Regions from separate parts of the Mus musculus genome. Here all the other regions are linked to region 3. The links are chromatin contacts, called in public Hi-C and promoter capture Hi-C maps. All regions are on one chromosome and are shown on one strand. The core of a region is the stretch at or near the end of the contact, and the rest is flanking DNA. Distances in the headings are between cores, read along the strand shown. Region 1 holds the start of Ccng1 (cyclin G1). Region 2 holds the start of Fbxw11 (F-box and WD-40 domain protein 11). Region 3 holds the start of Pank3 (pantothenate kinase 3). Region 4 holds the start of Mat2b (methionine adenosyltransferase II, beta). Region 5 holds the start of Nudcd2 (NudC domain containing 2).

Region 1 (2,700 bases), core at 151-2,650, 5.0 Mb after region 3:
TAGACTAAGTAGATCTTTTACTTCAAAGTCCCGTAATCTTGCAGTCATTCTGAGGCCATTATCATGGGCCGACTCAATTAGTTTCAAGCCGCAGACCTTTGGCTGACATCTAGACTCCTGTTCCAACAGGGTGTTCAGCTGGTGTAGCAGTTTCTGAGAGTCAGTTGTCAGTACTTCTATCATCTATAAATAGAACAAACCCAGAAAAGAGCATAAGAACCCTGCCTGGCTATCTCTGCATTGTGGCAAAAAGTGCTTTATAGTGCATGCCCCCTCCACCCCCCACCCCATTTCCATTACGTCTAAGACGAAGACACTGCAAAGCCAAGGTCTGTAAGTATTTTTACCTTCTCCCAGTAGGTCACATTCCTAAATTGTGAGTTTGTATAGGACATAAACTATGGCTTAAAAATTTTTTTTCTCTACTTAAGCAAAGACTTCTTCATTGTCAGTACATGCCACAAATAGATACTGCCCCACATGATACACCCAAACTAAAAGTCAAATGATAGTACATACTCTGCCATATATGTTAACAACGTGAACCTTAGTTCCTTACCTATGAAGTAGAAATACGATTATTACCTACAATCTCATAGCTCATAGATTGGGTAGCTTAAAAGGAGTCACACAAACCGCTTAGCACACAGGTGCCCATTTATTTCCAGGTAATGAGCTTATTTTTACACCTGTGAAATGAGGGTGACAACATCTGTTTCTTGGAGTGGCTGTGAATAACACACGATATGACTCAGTGTGGCACGGTGCTTAGCACTCAGTGCTCCGAATAGTCTAACGCCATTTAAAAACCAAAAGAAAAAGTTAGGTGAAGCTGGGGAGTTGCATTGGTGGAAGTATGCATTACACTTCCTCTGAGTCCTGGGCACAACCTAAGCCCTGGATACAGAGGACGATTCTTCCCTGGGCAGTTTAAAGATGTGACAGGAAGGTCGTCTTGGTGAGGAACCACTAACTCAGTTCAGGGGTGCAGGTTGGGACTGGGAGGCATGACATAGGAATACCGCTCCCGCTGCGCCTCTCTCTAGGCGCAGACTAGCCCGGGCTTGCGTTCCGGAGTGCAGGGTTCTGAGATCCACCCCATAGTCCCCTCTCACCTTGACAGCCACGTCTTCACCACGGTGACCACCCACCCCGGGCCTGCTCTCAGCTCGCCCCACGTCCCCGATCCGACAGGCCTACTAAGGGGACGGACTAGGGAGTGGGGGTCAAGTGAGCAGAGGCCCGGGGAGGGGCCGGCGTCCCGGTGGAGGGTCCCTCAGCGCCCTGACCAAGTACTGCCTTCCTCGGGGTCAGCGCGCAGCGAAGGACTGCGCCGGGCAGTGGGGGAACAAGCTGGAGACCTGGCTCTCTAGCTGGGACGCATCTACGTCGCTGATTGGTGTGGTTCTTTTGATGGATGGTCTCTGAGGAAGCTCGGCCAATCAGCGCACACTTCCCGTTGTCCAGACTTCAATTCTCCTCCCCTTTCGAGCCACGCCCGACTCTCGCAGCCTCTCTCATTGGAGCATTTCCGAACTGTCCTTCCTTAAGCTGCGGAACTGAGTGTTCAGTGCCAAGGCTTGCCCGGGCAGGTCTGGCCTCTATTAGCCAGATTGGTCTGGGTAGCGGACCAGAATGTACTGTGAGGGTTTTTGTTTTGCATTGTTTTGGTTTTTGCTTTTTTCCTTTTGTTGTTGTTCACTGCAGCTCAGTCCCCTCTTTCTAAAAACACAATGGCAAGTTAAAAAAAAAAAATGCTTTCGTTCTCTTTACAGATAATGAGATGGTAGGCTTCTCTATAGTGTTCTCTATAGGCTTCTCTAGAGTGTTCTCTCTGAGTTTTAGGAATCAGTTCATCGTTATCTTATTTTGTTTCTTGCAAAACTTCTCAGATGTTACAATGATGTCAGAGTATGTAGTTTCTTGGTCCTCTGCTAATTTTCTGAATTTGTTCTTGTAGCACCCTCATACTATCATCAGTGACTTAAAATGCCATATGTCTGGCAGAAAACAGCAAAGAACAGTGCCTGGAAAACCCCATCTGCAGTGAGCCGAATCTCAGGCTTCAGAATAGGGTGTGAAGGAACATTATTCTTACAAAATTAATCTCTATAAGCCTCTTCTCTACCAGGTTAACGGAAAAATAATTATCCTGAACTCTTGCTGGACTCCTTTCGGGGGTAGCGGGGAAGGGCATGTCCTCAGGAGCAATGCACAGAGAGTAGGTTCTCAGCTCGCATGGCTGCAGTGGGGGTGAGGGTGAGGAGTTGGGGTGGTGACGGTGGTGTTCAGGATTTTGTCCATTCCAGTACATCTCATGAAAATAAGAAAGAGCCAAGCCGGCTGGCCGTCCATAACGGTCATTAACTAGATACAAGTGATGTTTTATTTGAGACAGGGTCTTTATGTAGTCCAAGCTGTCCTGGAACTCCTTAGCTATGTAAACTAGGCTGGTCTTGAACTTAGAGATCCACCTGCCTCTGACTCTCCTAGTGCTGGGATTAAAAACATGCACCATCATGCCTGGCCTTTTCTCTTTAATTAAAAAAAAAGTTTTAGATTTTAAAATTATATCTGGGGGTGTTGGTGAAGTGGGGAATGTATGGCACAGGAATGTGGCTACCCTCAGAGACCAGAGATGTTGGATCTGGCATTTCAGGCAGTTAGCTGTGAGTTGACCAAGGAACAGTATTCATTTGG
Region 2 (2,700 bases), core at 179-2,678, 3.1 Mb before region 3:
ATGTGGATGTATACAGATTACTGTAATGCCTTGCTCCCTGGGAATCGTTAGAGTACTAAGTCATCCTCTTTACAGGGGCAAAGAATTGAAACAAACTTGAGAAGCAGGCAAGCAGGCACTGCTACTGTGAAGTGGGCTGGGTACAATGAGCCAGGCCCTTGAGACACTTTATAACAGCTCTGACTGCCAGGTCTCCTGTAAACATAAACAACTTAACAGTCCGTCAACATTAGACAAGGCCATTCTGTGGCCTTAGCTTATGGATCAAGACAAAAACAAGACCACCCCATAATCATTTGTGAACACAGATAAAACATGGACATTGTCCAAGTCCCTGAAACACAGCTACAAGACTAAACACTTGAATCTGGCTAACAGGAGAGGCTGTCAACAATTACTGGATTAGTTTTAATCTAATATAACTTCCCATAGATAAGGCTGAGGTGCCCAGTCTTATACCCCCACTTCCCGGCAGTATCTGCTCCAAAGCCCCTTCAAATCCTTTTCTACATTACCTAAGGTCTCTTACTGAGACGTCCCTGCTTCATCATGGTGTATGTTCATTTCTACTTCAGCTAGGAAAAAACCCACCTTGTTCAACTATCAGCGTGTTCCTGGGGGCTTTTGGTTCGAGGGTATTGACAGACTTGGAAGTCACAAGGAGTTAGAGGTTCTCTGAAGTCTCTAGATGCGTTTCTTCATATCATTTCTAACTCTTAGTCAATGTCTGCTGTCTTCCCACTAGAATTAAGCTGAATAAGAACAGAGGTCTCTCCGGTCATTCCCAGTGCTTAGGGCAGTACTAGTAGAAACTGAATGCTTAAAAATAAGTGTCTTCGGCCGGGCGGTGGTGGCGCACGCCTTTGAGGAGGTGGAGGCAGGCAGATTTCTGAGTTCGAGGACAGCCTGGTCTACAAAGTGAGTTCCAGGACAGCCAGGTATACAGAGAAACCCTGTCTCGGAAAAAAAAAAAAGTGTCTTCAAAATGTATAGCTTCTTTCTCATGGCTCAGCTCCTCCCAGTCAGTGTGGCAGATCTCCACACACCGCTTTCCCAGCTCAGTCTCCAAACTCTTAGATGCCCATCTTCCTTTAATTGTGTCTTCGACCTCGCGGGCCCCCTCCCACACTTCCTAGTGCAACCTGGGACCCACCTGTCTCCACCATCTGTCCCTACCAAATGCAACACACACGGAACGGCAGCGCTGCAGCCTAGACGACTAGTGGGCACCGCAGACACCCACTGCGCATGTGCGGAGATCGCTCGCTCGCACTGCAAAGATCTCCGACAAGTGAGGAGTTGCCTCGGAGTTTCCGTCCAGGTCCGTGCGGCTACGGGCTGCCAGGAAGTCAGGAACGACCAACCGGAAGAAGACCTCGCGCGCGAGGATTTCTGGGACAAGTAGTCGCGGCGCTCGCGAGGCCCTATCGCGAGCAAGCCCTAGATACTCCAGCTCTGCACGTCCGGCACTCACAGCCCTGCGCTCCCCTAGGTGCTCTCTCCGGTGGCAGAAGCCGGCAGATTGGACCAAGCGGCTTCTTGCTCCCACAAAGCTGCGCGAGCCGCCGCGGCTGCCGGGAGTTGTAGTCTTCGCTGTGCGTCCTGCGTCGGCCGAGGGTGAGGGCGGAGCTGCGGGCGGCCCGGGCGGGCTGGCAGCTAGAGTGGGTGCGAGAGCTGCCTCCACCGCCGCCGCCGCCACCGCCTCCTCCGCCCGGGCCGATCGCTGCTGAGCGGAGAGAGCGAGGCGGGGCCGCCGGGGCCGCCATGGAGCCCGACTCGGTGATTGAAGACAAGACCATCGAGCTCATGGTGAGTGCGGCCCACTGGCCTTCAGTTCTTCCGGCCGGCCGGCGGCCGGGGGGCCTGCCCACCCCGGCGTCCGCGCCAGGCCAGCCCTCGTTCCCCGCCGCCTGGGCCCGGCCGCCCCCCTGCTATGGCTCGTTGCTGACGCTTCGCGCTCTTGGGCCGGCACGGCCTCCACTCCCCGCGGCTCCCCCAACCCCCTCCTTGCCGGGCTCCGGCCAGTCTCCGGCGCCCCAGCCTCGCTCCTGCCGGAGCCACTGCTCACTCTTGCCTTGCCATCACACTCTGTTTTTAGAAGGGGATTTCTTTTTCCCTTCCCTGGATTCCTCTGGCCGGGCCTGCATCGCGCCTCCCAGCCTCGCTCAAGCTGAGGGTGATGGTGGTGGAAGGGAGTCCGAGACCAGTTGGAGCCGCTTCGGCCTCCATAACCTAGGCGCGGGGGGTGGGGTGGGGTGGGGTGGGGTGGGTGGTAGGGGTGGGTCTCAGCACCCTCGCCCCAAGCTACCGCTGTATGGATGCCAGGATAGCCCCATTGGACTGGGATGTTGGGGGTGCCTACGAGTCTGAGGCTGTTCCGGATAAGGGGCCTATTTTCCGGGCCCCTGCGGTGTCAGGCTTCTTGGACAAAGGGTTTCCTACCCTGCCGTGAAGGATGTTTGTATAGCAAGGCCCTAGGTACTCTTGAATTCCATCCCCCAGGAAAGGGAAACCATAACTTTTATCATTTGGGAAATGAGAGGGGAGGGAGAAGAGGTCGCGCTCATCACTGCCACCCTCTCTTATTTTAATAATAAAAAATGGGAGGGGGGTTTCTTGGCCCACGGATAAGCAGCGATCCCTGTACTGTTAGGAACCATTGGTAGCCAGCCTGGTCAGGTCTCCCCGGACACCCCTAAC
Region 3 (2,700 bases), core at 30-2,529:
GCTAACTTTCCATTATATCCACCAGTACACAGTAATTAAACCAGACCTGCCAGACCCAACTCATTCCCATAAGCTCTAACCTAGTCCCATGAGATGTAATACAGTCTCTAGAGAAAGTCATTGATCAACCGCAAGACTGGTGTCCCCATTACCCAGTCACTTCCTGAAGGCCCCACCTTCTCACACTACTTCATTGAGAAATGAAGCCTCAGTGTGAATTTTGGCTTAGAGCAACTAAATCCAAACTATAGCAATCAGCAAAGGCAGGACAGCAGAGCTCGCCAGTTAGATTGTTTCTTGGAATGCTATCTTCCAGGGCCAACTCCCCAGGGGCAAGCACATGGAGGTTCCTACCAAGCCACATATTGTCAATGACTGAATTCTTTGCCATCTAAGACATAAAAGTGGAGGAGAGGCCATGTCCTTGATACCATCTCTTCCTTTTCCGATGGATGATCTCAAATCACAAGAGGCGTAGAGAAAAGGGTATCCTGGGTTTATTCTGAGAACTGGTGCATCTAATTCTTTTCTCTGAAAGTCACTTTCCTCTTTATAATGAGGAGCTAGACTAGAGAGATCCTGTGAGGAACCTGAAAGGCATGTGCTTTCAAACGTTTTGTTTTATGAGACAGGGTTTCTCTGTAGCTCTGGGTGTCCTGGAACTCGCTCTGTAGACCAGGCTGGCCTCGAATTTCCAGAGATCTGCCTGCCTCTGCCTCCACAGAGTTCAGGGATTAAAGGCGTTGCACCACGACCATACTACAACTTTCAAGTGTTTCGACTGCCTCGTTCCTGCCGTATCTTCACAGTAAATAAAACTCGCATGTGACTCAAAAGGCTGCTAGACTACATTACATTAAATAATAATTATGTAGCAAATGTTACCATCTTTAGTGACCTTCCAACCCCAATATTCAAGGTGTTCCTTTAGCGGATGACTTATCTCATCAAACGTATTCAGTGGTCTGGACCCCTGAATTTTGACACAGCCATCACAGGGAAAAACCATCAAGAGGAAAATCTGCGACTGCGTGACAGCCACAGCGCCCTCAGAGTTCACAACCCCTCTCTTCTTTCAGCCGCTACGAGACCAGAGCCCGGGAATTGCCAGGACCGCCCACGGCTTGCTACCATTGGCGGCCTCCTTGCTGGCGTGACTAAGGCTCCGCCTCTTCCCCGCTGGGACCACTCTGAGGCGATCTCCGGAAGCGGAGGGGGGCTAGAAATAGGGGTCGAGAGGCATCCTGGGCTTTGTAGTCCGCCTGAGCATCTGCCGCAGGAGAGTGGAGCCTCACTCTACGGAGAACTACAACTCCTAGCAGCCCCGCGGAGAGCGAGGCGAGGAGGCCTGAGTCACGTGGGCGCTGGGCCTGGGCGGGCTATTTCTCAGTGCGGCGGCGGCGGCGGCGGCGGCTCGGGGGACCGGGGCCTTTTGTTCGGAGCGGCTGCGGGGGGCCACGGAGCGGCGAGGCCCGCGGCCTTCCCCGGCTCGCTCGGTCCCGGCCGCCCCTTGCGGGGTTGCTGGGCCGCCCCGTGGGCCGCCTGTGGCCTCAGGCGCCGCCGCCCCGCCCTAGGCCCGCCCCACCCGGCCTGAGGGGAGGAACCGGCCGGGCCTCGCCGCGCGGCCCAGCCAGCTCCGGAGTATTCACCTCTCCTCGCTGAGCTCTGCACCCGAGGCTACCCCTCGCGCCTTAGGCCGACGCCATGAAGATCAAGGATGCCAAAAAACCCTGTAAGATGGGACCGGGGACCCGTGGGTTGGGAAGACGGGCCTTGGAGCCTCTGGCGGAGCGGCCCGCTTTAAGCTCGCGACTGTTCTCGGACGCCAGCCAGGGAGGGAAGGGAGGGATCGCTGCAGCCCCAGGTTGCAGGCGGCGGGCTTCCCCACCCCCATGCATGAGGGCCAGGCTCCTGCGGTCCCCCTGCCCGCTGCTCTCTTGCTCCTGCAGATCTGGGAGGTGCACGGGAGAATCTTGACTCGGGTTTTACCAAAATGGGAGCACAGCTACCAGGCCCCTCTTGAAAAGAGGTAGTCATGGCTGTCAGATAGGGGTTGGTACACCACCTCCCTCCCATTTTCCCCAGTTTCTGGGTTTCCTGCGCGTGTCCTTGAAGTCCAGGTGGGTTCCTGGGAGTTGTCAGCCTTGCATTTGGAGCTGTTCAACGCTTGTGCATGTACTCTGCCTGTAGATAAATTAATGGCTTGGGCAGTTTAGAAAATCAGCTGGTTTTGTGTTTTAGGGAGCAGATAAACACCAAGGTTAAACATCGTATTTCAGCTATTTCGAACACATTAATATGGTGATAAATACCTCGAGCTTTTTTCTGTAGTTGTACATGCATATACATGCAAAGGTTCTAACCCTGTTATGAGAGACACATCAAGGTTCACAAGCTGTCTTTTAAATGCCTCTTATTCCTGCGGTTGGCTTGTTTATTGGCTCAGTCTTTGTGAATGTTGTTCTTTCATTCTCTACTAACTGGGCATGTGGGGATCTGTGTTCCTGTCATAGAGGTTTTACAGATTTTAGTGTTTTATGCCATCTACAACTGCGCCTAGAGGTCAGCTGTAAAGGGGGCATGAACATCTTCCCTGCCTGTTCCCATAAACCTCACAGACTCAGCTTCCAACGCAGTCCAGAAACATTTACTTAAAACGTGAGAGTTCTCAGTGCTTAAAGATGAGGAAAGAGAACTTTG
Region 4 (2,720 bases), core at 158-2,657, 4.9 Mb after region 3:
AACTGCAAATACATTCGAACTTTGGCTAAGGCCCAGCCATTTGGAGATAATATTGAATGTGCATCACGCAAATGTAAAAATTTCCCATTATCAACTGGTTGTGGTGGCTCAGATCTTCAATCCCAGCACTCCTCGAGGCAGAAGCATCTGAGTCCAAGGCCAGCCTGGACAACACATACTGAGTTCTAGTTTGGGTTTCTATTGCTGTGTGAAAACATCAAAGCATTGTTTGGCAGGAGGTACTTAGCTTACCATTTCCACATCACTGTTCGCCCCTGAAGGAAGTTAGGACAAGACCCTGGAGGCAGGAGCTCACACAGGCCTTGTGAAAACTGCTTAATTCCTCAGCCAGCTTTCCTAAACAACTCAGGACTATAACAGCCCAGGGGCTCCGTCCTCCCAAGTCAATCGCCAATTAAGAAAAGGCGCTACAGGTTCACCTAATAATAGCCTAATCTTATGGCGGTATACTCTTAACAAGAATCCCTCATCTCAATAGGGACTCCCTTATCTCTAGTAACTCTAGCAAGCACAGGACCCTCCCCCAAATTAAAAGTTTGCATTAAAAAAAAAAAAAAAACTGGCCACATCCTAGGCGTTTTTATATCAGCAAGACACATTAGTTCATCGACTGTGCTGGATACATTCTGTAGGTCAGTAAGTACTTAACGGGCTTGAAACACGGGACCGTGGACCAGACTTGGAAACATGCTGGGGGAAGTTTACCAGACATGCAATTTCTTTCAGCAGTCTTCCACCACGCAAAATACAGCGGTTCAGAAAACGTAGAAGCTAAAAGCCCAACACTGGAATTCCTGCTCAAACCTTCCTGAATAAACTCGAGGCGGTGCCCGTCTGCCTACCAGGGAGCCTGAGCGTTCACAGCACCGCACAGTCGGAAATCCTGACAGCCTTAAAAGTGCCTCAAGGAACCCGCCCCGTGCAAACTATGAATTCACCAAGTTGACCCCGCCGACACCGCCATTTATGGAAAGTCACTCTCCCCCTGTCCTTAAAGATCCAGGAACACAAAACAAAGATGATGACTACTGAAACGGGAGCCAGCCCGCGGGAGGCGGCGGGAGGCACCGGGAGTCTCCACCTCCGCGCTCCCCGGGCTGCAGCGGGCGTGAGCGCAGCCCTACAGGGAGAGAGGTAAACAAACTCAAAGGCGCCACCCCGGCTCCATGCCCCGAAGCTCACCTCCACCAGCTGGCAGCAGCCGGGGACGAAGTGGATGGAGAGCTCCTTCTCCCGGCCCACCATGCCCGCAGTCTTTGCGCCGCTTCAGTCGCGACCGCAAGCTCCACTAGCGCAGCACTGCCAGGGGCCGCAGCGCCCGCGCCCTTGGCCCTCCTCCCCTAGGCCCAGGCCGACCCCGGCTGCCGCTTCCGGCTTCCGCCGCCCTGGCCGCGCCTGTTGATTGGCCGCCTCTCGCCACGCGTTCAAAAAGGGGCGGAACCTCAAGGGACGCTGTCAGCCCATGTGCCAGTTCTTAAGGAGATAGAGCGTTAGAACGCAGGCACTGGTGCCAAGCGATGGATGCAGGCTTCCTTGGGTTTAAGAGTGTTGGCTTTTTTGTTTGTTTTTTTAAAATCTCTCCTACTTATTCCTTCTTAGTGAAGGGTAAGGAATCGATTCGCCTAGGTTTGCAGACTGCGAAATGCCTAGGAGTCAACCAAGCATGTATTATAGAAAATAGACTAAAACATCTGTAAAGTTAGGAGGCAAGAAGGTAAGGGTTGTCCCGTGAACACAGAGCTAAGGCTGGACTGAGTTGGTTTTAGGCAGTCCGAACCTCAGGCTGGCCTTGGGCTCAGAGAAAGACCTGCAATTTCTGATCCTCTCTAGTTTCCTTGTCCAAAGGCATCAAAGGGTTACAGGAGTGAACAACCAACCTAGGCAAGGTGCGGTTCGTCCTTTAAGGCAAGAAGAAAGAATAAAAATAGGACTGTGCTCAGAGTCATTAACATCCCTGAAAGCTATGTTTTTCTGGAATGCTAAAAAAAAAATGCTGTGAAGTTTGAAAACTGTTTATTTTTAGCTAATTAAAAATAAAAAGGTGTGGGAGAGAATGTTACTTTCTAAAAGGCAGGTTCTTCGTATTTCCCCCCCCGCAGAACCACAGGAGAAACTCAACTGTGCTAACAAGCCCAGTCAACTTTTAAGTAGATTTAACAGGCGTCCTGGCTGCCCTTTGGAGGCTTCACTTAGGGGACGACGACGCCCGGGGCTGCTGGAGCCAAGCCAAGGAGGAGCTGCTAAGACTTAAAATGAGGGAGCCAAGGAAGGGCGGAATGCCAGGCGCTCCTTCCAGCCCTGTGTGGTTGTTCAAAAGTTAATCAGAAACAACAGCTCGCAGGGTCTGACTCAGCTCTCAACTGTAACCTGCAGGTTACAAGCTCCGAAGCACAGCAACAGGCAAGCCAGTGAAATTTACCCTGAAAAAAAGCCCGGGCACACTTTTTCTCCGCCCACTCTCTACCCAACAATCTATTCCCATCCAGACACCCACGATAAGGGATTTCAAAACTCGCCCCAAAACGTGACCACTGCCTGAATTACCCCCAAAGGCCTCATTTTCAGAATCCTTTTGGTTTATTTTTAGACTAAGGATTAAGCTGCCCCTTGGGAAAAGTTTTCCTCAGTCAGGTGATAGTTTTTCTCCCACCCCCCCACCCCACCCCCCCCCACTAAAGAATTTATTCCCTCACTCTTTG
Region 5 (2,700 bases), core at 133-2,632, 5.0 Mb after region 3:
GGAATAACATATAGACCTTACGACAGTACAGCTGCACAGTTAGCATCTATCACCTCACACCCAAGGCTCTAGTTACTTGTGCATAAACCACAGCCCTTAAGAGCATAGCATATATCCTTGGAAGTCTGGGTTCCCACTCCATTTCTGCCAATTTAGTTTCATAAAATTGAGTGGATTTCAGTCTCATTTTTCATTTACTTCCAACATGCTATTAATTTGTTGTAGGTGTGAGTTACTGACAGTCTATGTAGCTCAGGCCACTAGGTCTGGAAGTGTCTATTTCTTACAGGTGAAAACATTAAAAATTACTTTATTCTAACTGTTTAAATGCTATCACCATCTACACTCAATTTACTCTGTCATCTACACACCAAGTTCCACTATTCTATTGTTAAAATGCTGAACATTACTTAAGAATTGTTTCATGAGATGGCTCAGTGGGTAAGAGCACTGACTGCTCTTTCAAAGGTCATGAGTTCAAATCCCAGCAACCACATGGTGGCTCACAACCATCTGTTATGGGATCTGAGGCCCTCTTCTGGTGTGTGAGGACAGCTACAGTATACTCATGTTAATAAATCAACCTTAAAAAAATAAAATATTAAAAAAGAAATTCCAAAGAACTGTTTCACGAGTGGAAAAGAATCCGTGGGCAGCTGTCTTTACTGAACAGATTTCTCAGTCTTTATGCTTTTATATCTGAATGCAATGTCAATGCAGAAAATTCTAAAGAGAGTAACTTCTTTTTAAAAAGAAAAGTAGCGCCTGCCAACTCCTAATCCCCTTCAACCAGCTGTGGTTTCTCCATGGTGTTGATGGCATATTTTGGAATCTCACGCTTGAAGACTCGCTGTGTGCAGGGATGACCTCATTTCACGTAGGGCCGCGTCTCTACCATCCCACACTGCGCTAACCAGGTGTTTACTGCGTGAATTTGGAGAAAAACAAACACCGCCCCAGCCCTAACCTGGCTTTCGAATGACTGGGAAACGAGGGCACATCCCCTTCCCACCCTGTTCCCCCACCCGTACGTACCCGAAGGGTCATTGAATCTCTTCAGGGGCGCCTTAGGAAAGGACATTCTGACGCCTGGGTCCAGATGAGACAGCAATCAAACGCCCCAGCAAACTGTCAGCTCGCCTGAATTCAAATTTACCTCAACTTTCCCCCTCAGCCAATCAGAAAACCTAAACCTATCTGGCCAATCCTGCATGGTCCAAAGAGCATGCGCACTAGATTCCTACCGCCGCCCAATCGGAAGGTTTGTAAGTTTAAGCTAGTAGCCAATAAGAGGCTGCTCCTGATCGTCGCCGCAAACAGCTCTATCCAATCACTTCTGGTTTTACTCAGTTTTACTGGGTAGCCCAGTTCGCGCAAGCGCACTTCACAGGCCGGTGGACGCGTCGGAATTTTGGCGTCACACAGGTTTAAAGATCGCAGGCACTTTTCTCCTTTGTTCCGGCGTCAGTGTTCTTTGGATGTCAACATCTCTAGGCTTCGGTCGATTTCACCAGGGCTCACGAGTGTCTTAAATGGGCTCTGAAAGGGAGAATTTTGCACACTCGGACACGCCAGTTTGGACTCTTGCGCATGTGCAGTGACCCCAAGGCGCCGAGGGCAAGCCCAGAGCCTAGTCCCGCCGGTGTAGTGCTCTCCCGGAGCCGTGTGCCTGCGTGGCGTCTTCAGAATGTCCGCCCCGTTTGAGGAGCGCAGCGGGGTGGTTCCTTGCGGGACTCCGTGGGGACAGTGGTACCAGACCCTGGAGGAGGTGTTCATTGAAGTCCAGGTGCCCCCCGGCACTCGCGCGCAGGACATCCAGTGCGGCCTGCAGAGTCGGCACGTGGCTCTGGCCGTGGGTGGCCGCGAGATCCTCAAGGTAGCAAGCCAGGGCTTGTCCCGAGTTCCTTCTTCTGGCTTTCCCGCACCCCGAGCCCTAAAATTCACGGTGTCAGAGGGATGACTGCTGGGTGTGGCAAGGTTAGTTCCTGGCTGGTAGAAAGAAGTGGTAAATTGTTCTGGCGAGGGGTCTCCACGGAGCACTGCACCCACAGAGCAGATTTTGCGCGGGTAGAACTCAAAGATTTTGTTCTCCACTTTATTTCTAAAATAGGTTTGGGGTGCTTTTATTTCCTCCGGAGTTCCTGCTGACAGAAGGCTAAGTAGGTCAAAAGAACGAATATGCGTCTTCTGGGCACCGATGGGAGTCCCAGAGACTAGACAAAAGGATTCTGAACTCTGTTCATGACGTGTAGGCTAATACAGGCACTTACAAGCAAGGCTAGGGTAATGGGATGAGGATTCCAAGATGTCAGATTGGTTTTCTAAATAACAAGTTTCTTGCATGTTGATCTTCATCGTAGTGAAAAGGTGTGTGAAGTTACCTAATTTCACCAAATTTTTAATCTGGTCACATTTCCCCGTTTTTGGTTAAGAATTTATTAAGACTCACATAACAATCAGGCTATACTTTACACCTAGATTAGATGCATAGCCTGTTGGAGGATGACTGTATAATGTAGTGGTGAACGGAGACATGATACTGTGTTTTGTAACCTTGGGCAGGAGAAGGAAAATTAGTCAACAGCTAATTGGATATCAATTTCTGCAACATGTGATTTGAACCTTTTTAAGAAACTGGCCTTTTCTAGTGCCAGCTTCTCAAAAGAGATTGAACTAGCTTTAATAACATTGAGTTTAAAA

Evidence for each region. Promoter capture Hi-C pulls out the DNA fragments that hold promoters and counts their contacts. Hi-C and Micro-C count contacts between places; a contact is called where the count stands out from the background.
Region 1: a promoter capture Hi-C map of pre-B cells shows a contact between it and region 3. The contact joins the promoter of Ccng1 here to the promoter of Pank3 in region 3. A contact is called at or near these places in 4 of 39 promoter capture datasets (the HPC-7 cell line, cranial neural crest, hematopoietic stem and progenitor cells and 1 more).
Region 2: a contact with region 3 is called in a Hi-C map of CD8 T cells, with 5 times the contacts expected there. The contact joins the promoter of Fbxw11 here to the promoter of Pank3 in region 3. A contact is called at or near these places in 1 of 39 promoter capture datasets (pre-B cells) and 1 of 484 Hi-C or Micro-C datasets (CD8 T cells).
Region 4: a promoter capture Hi-C map of pre-B cells shows a contact between it and region 3. The contact joins the promoter of Mat2b here to the promoter of Pank3 in region 3. A contact is called at or near these places in 4 of 39 promoter capture datasets (the C10 cell line, cranial neural crest, hematopoietic stem and progenitor cells and 1 more) and 3 of 484 Hi-C or Micro-C datasets (CD4 T cells, granulocyte-monocyte progenitors and nephron progenitors).
Region 5: a contact with region 3 is called in a Hi-C map of B cells, with 7 read pairs. The contact joins the promoter of Nudcd2 here to the promoter of Pank3 in region 3. A contact is called at or near these places in 4 of 39 promoter capture datasets (the C10 cell line, cranial neural crest, hematopoietic stem and progenitor cells and 1 more) and 2 of 484 Hi-C or Micro-C datasets (B cells and myeloid progenitors).

What each region holds. Positions count from the first base shown.
Region 1 is chr11:40,753,886-40,756,585 of GRCm38.p6, forward strand. It overlaps Ccng1 (cyclin G1), which reads right to left and starts at 1,401. Exons shown (of 6, transcript NM_009831.2): 1 at 1,116-1,401; 2 at 1-183. The coding sequence starts at 183.
Region 2 is chr11:32,641,127-32,643,826 of GRCm38.p6, forward strand. Fbxw11 (F-box and WD-40 domain protein 11) reads left to right here and starts at 1,429. Exons shown (of 13, transcript NM_001271347.1): 1 at 1,429-1,809. The coding sequence starts at 1,765.
Region 3 is chr11:35,768,216-35,770,915 of GRCm38.p6, forward strand. It overlaps Pank3 (pantothenate kinase 3), which reads left to right and starts at 1,280. Exons shown (of 7, transcript NM_145962.2): 1 at 1,280-1,732. The coding sequence starts at 1,705.
Region 4 is chr11:40,691,275-40,693,994 of GRCm38.p6, forward strand. It overlaps Mat2b (methionine adenosyltransferase II, beta), which reads right to left and starts at 1,408. Exons shown (of 7, transcript NM_134017.2): 1 at 1,204-1,408. The coding sequence starts at 1,266.
Region 5 is chr11:40,732,279-40,734,978 of GRCm38.p6, forward strand. It overlaps Nudcd2 (NudC domain containing 2), which reads left to right and starts at 1,383. Exons shown (of 4, transcript NM_026023.5): 1 at 1,383-1,876. The coding sequence starts at 1,688. Hmmr (hyaluronan mediated motility receptor (RHAMM)) reads right to left here and starts at 1,159. Exons shown (of 18, transcript NM_013552.2): 1 at 1,036-1,159. The coding sequence starts at 1,081.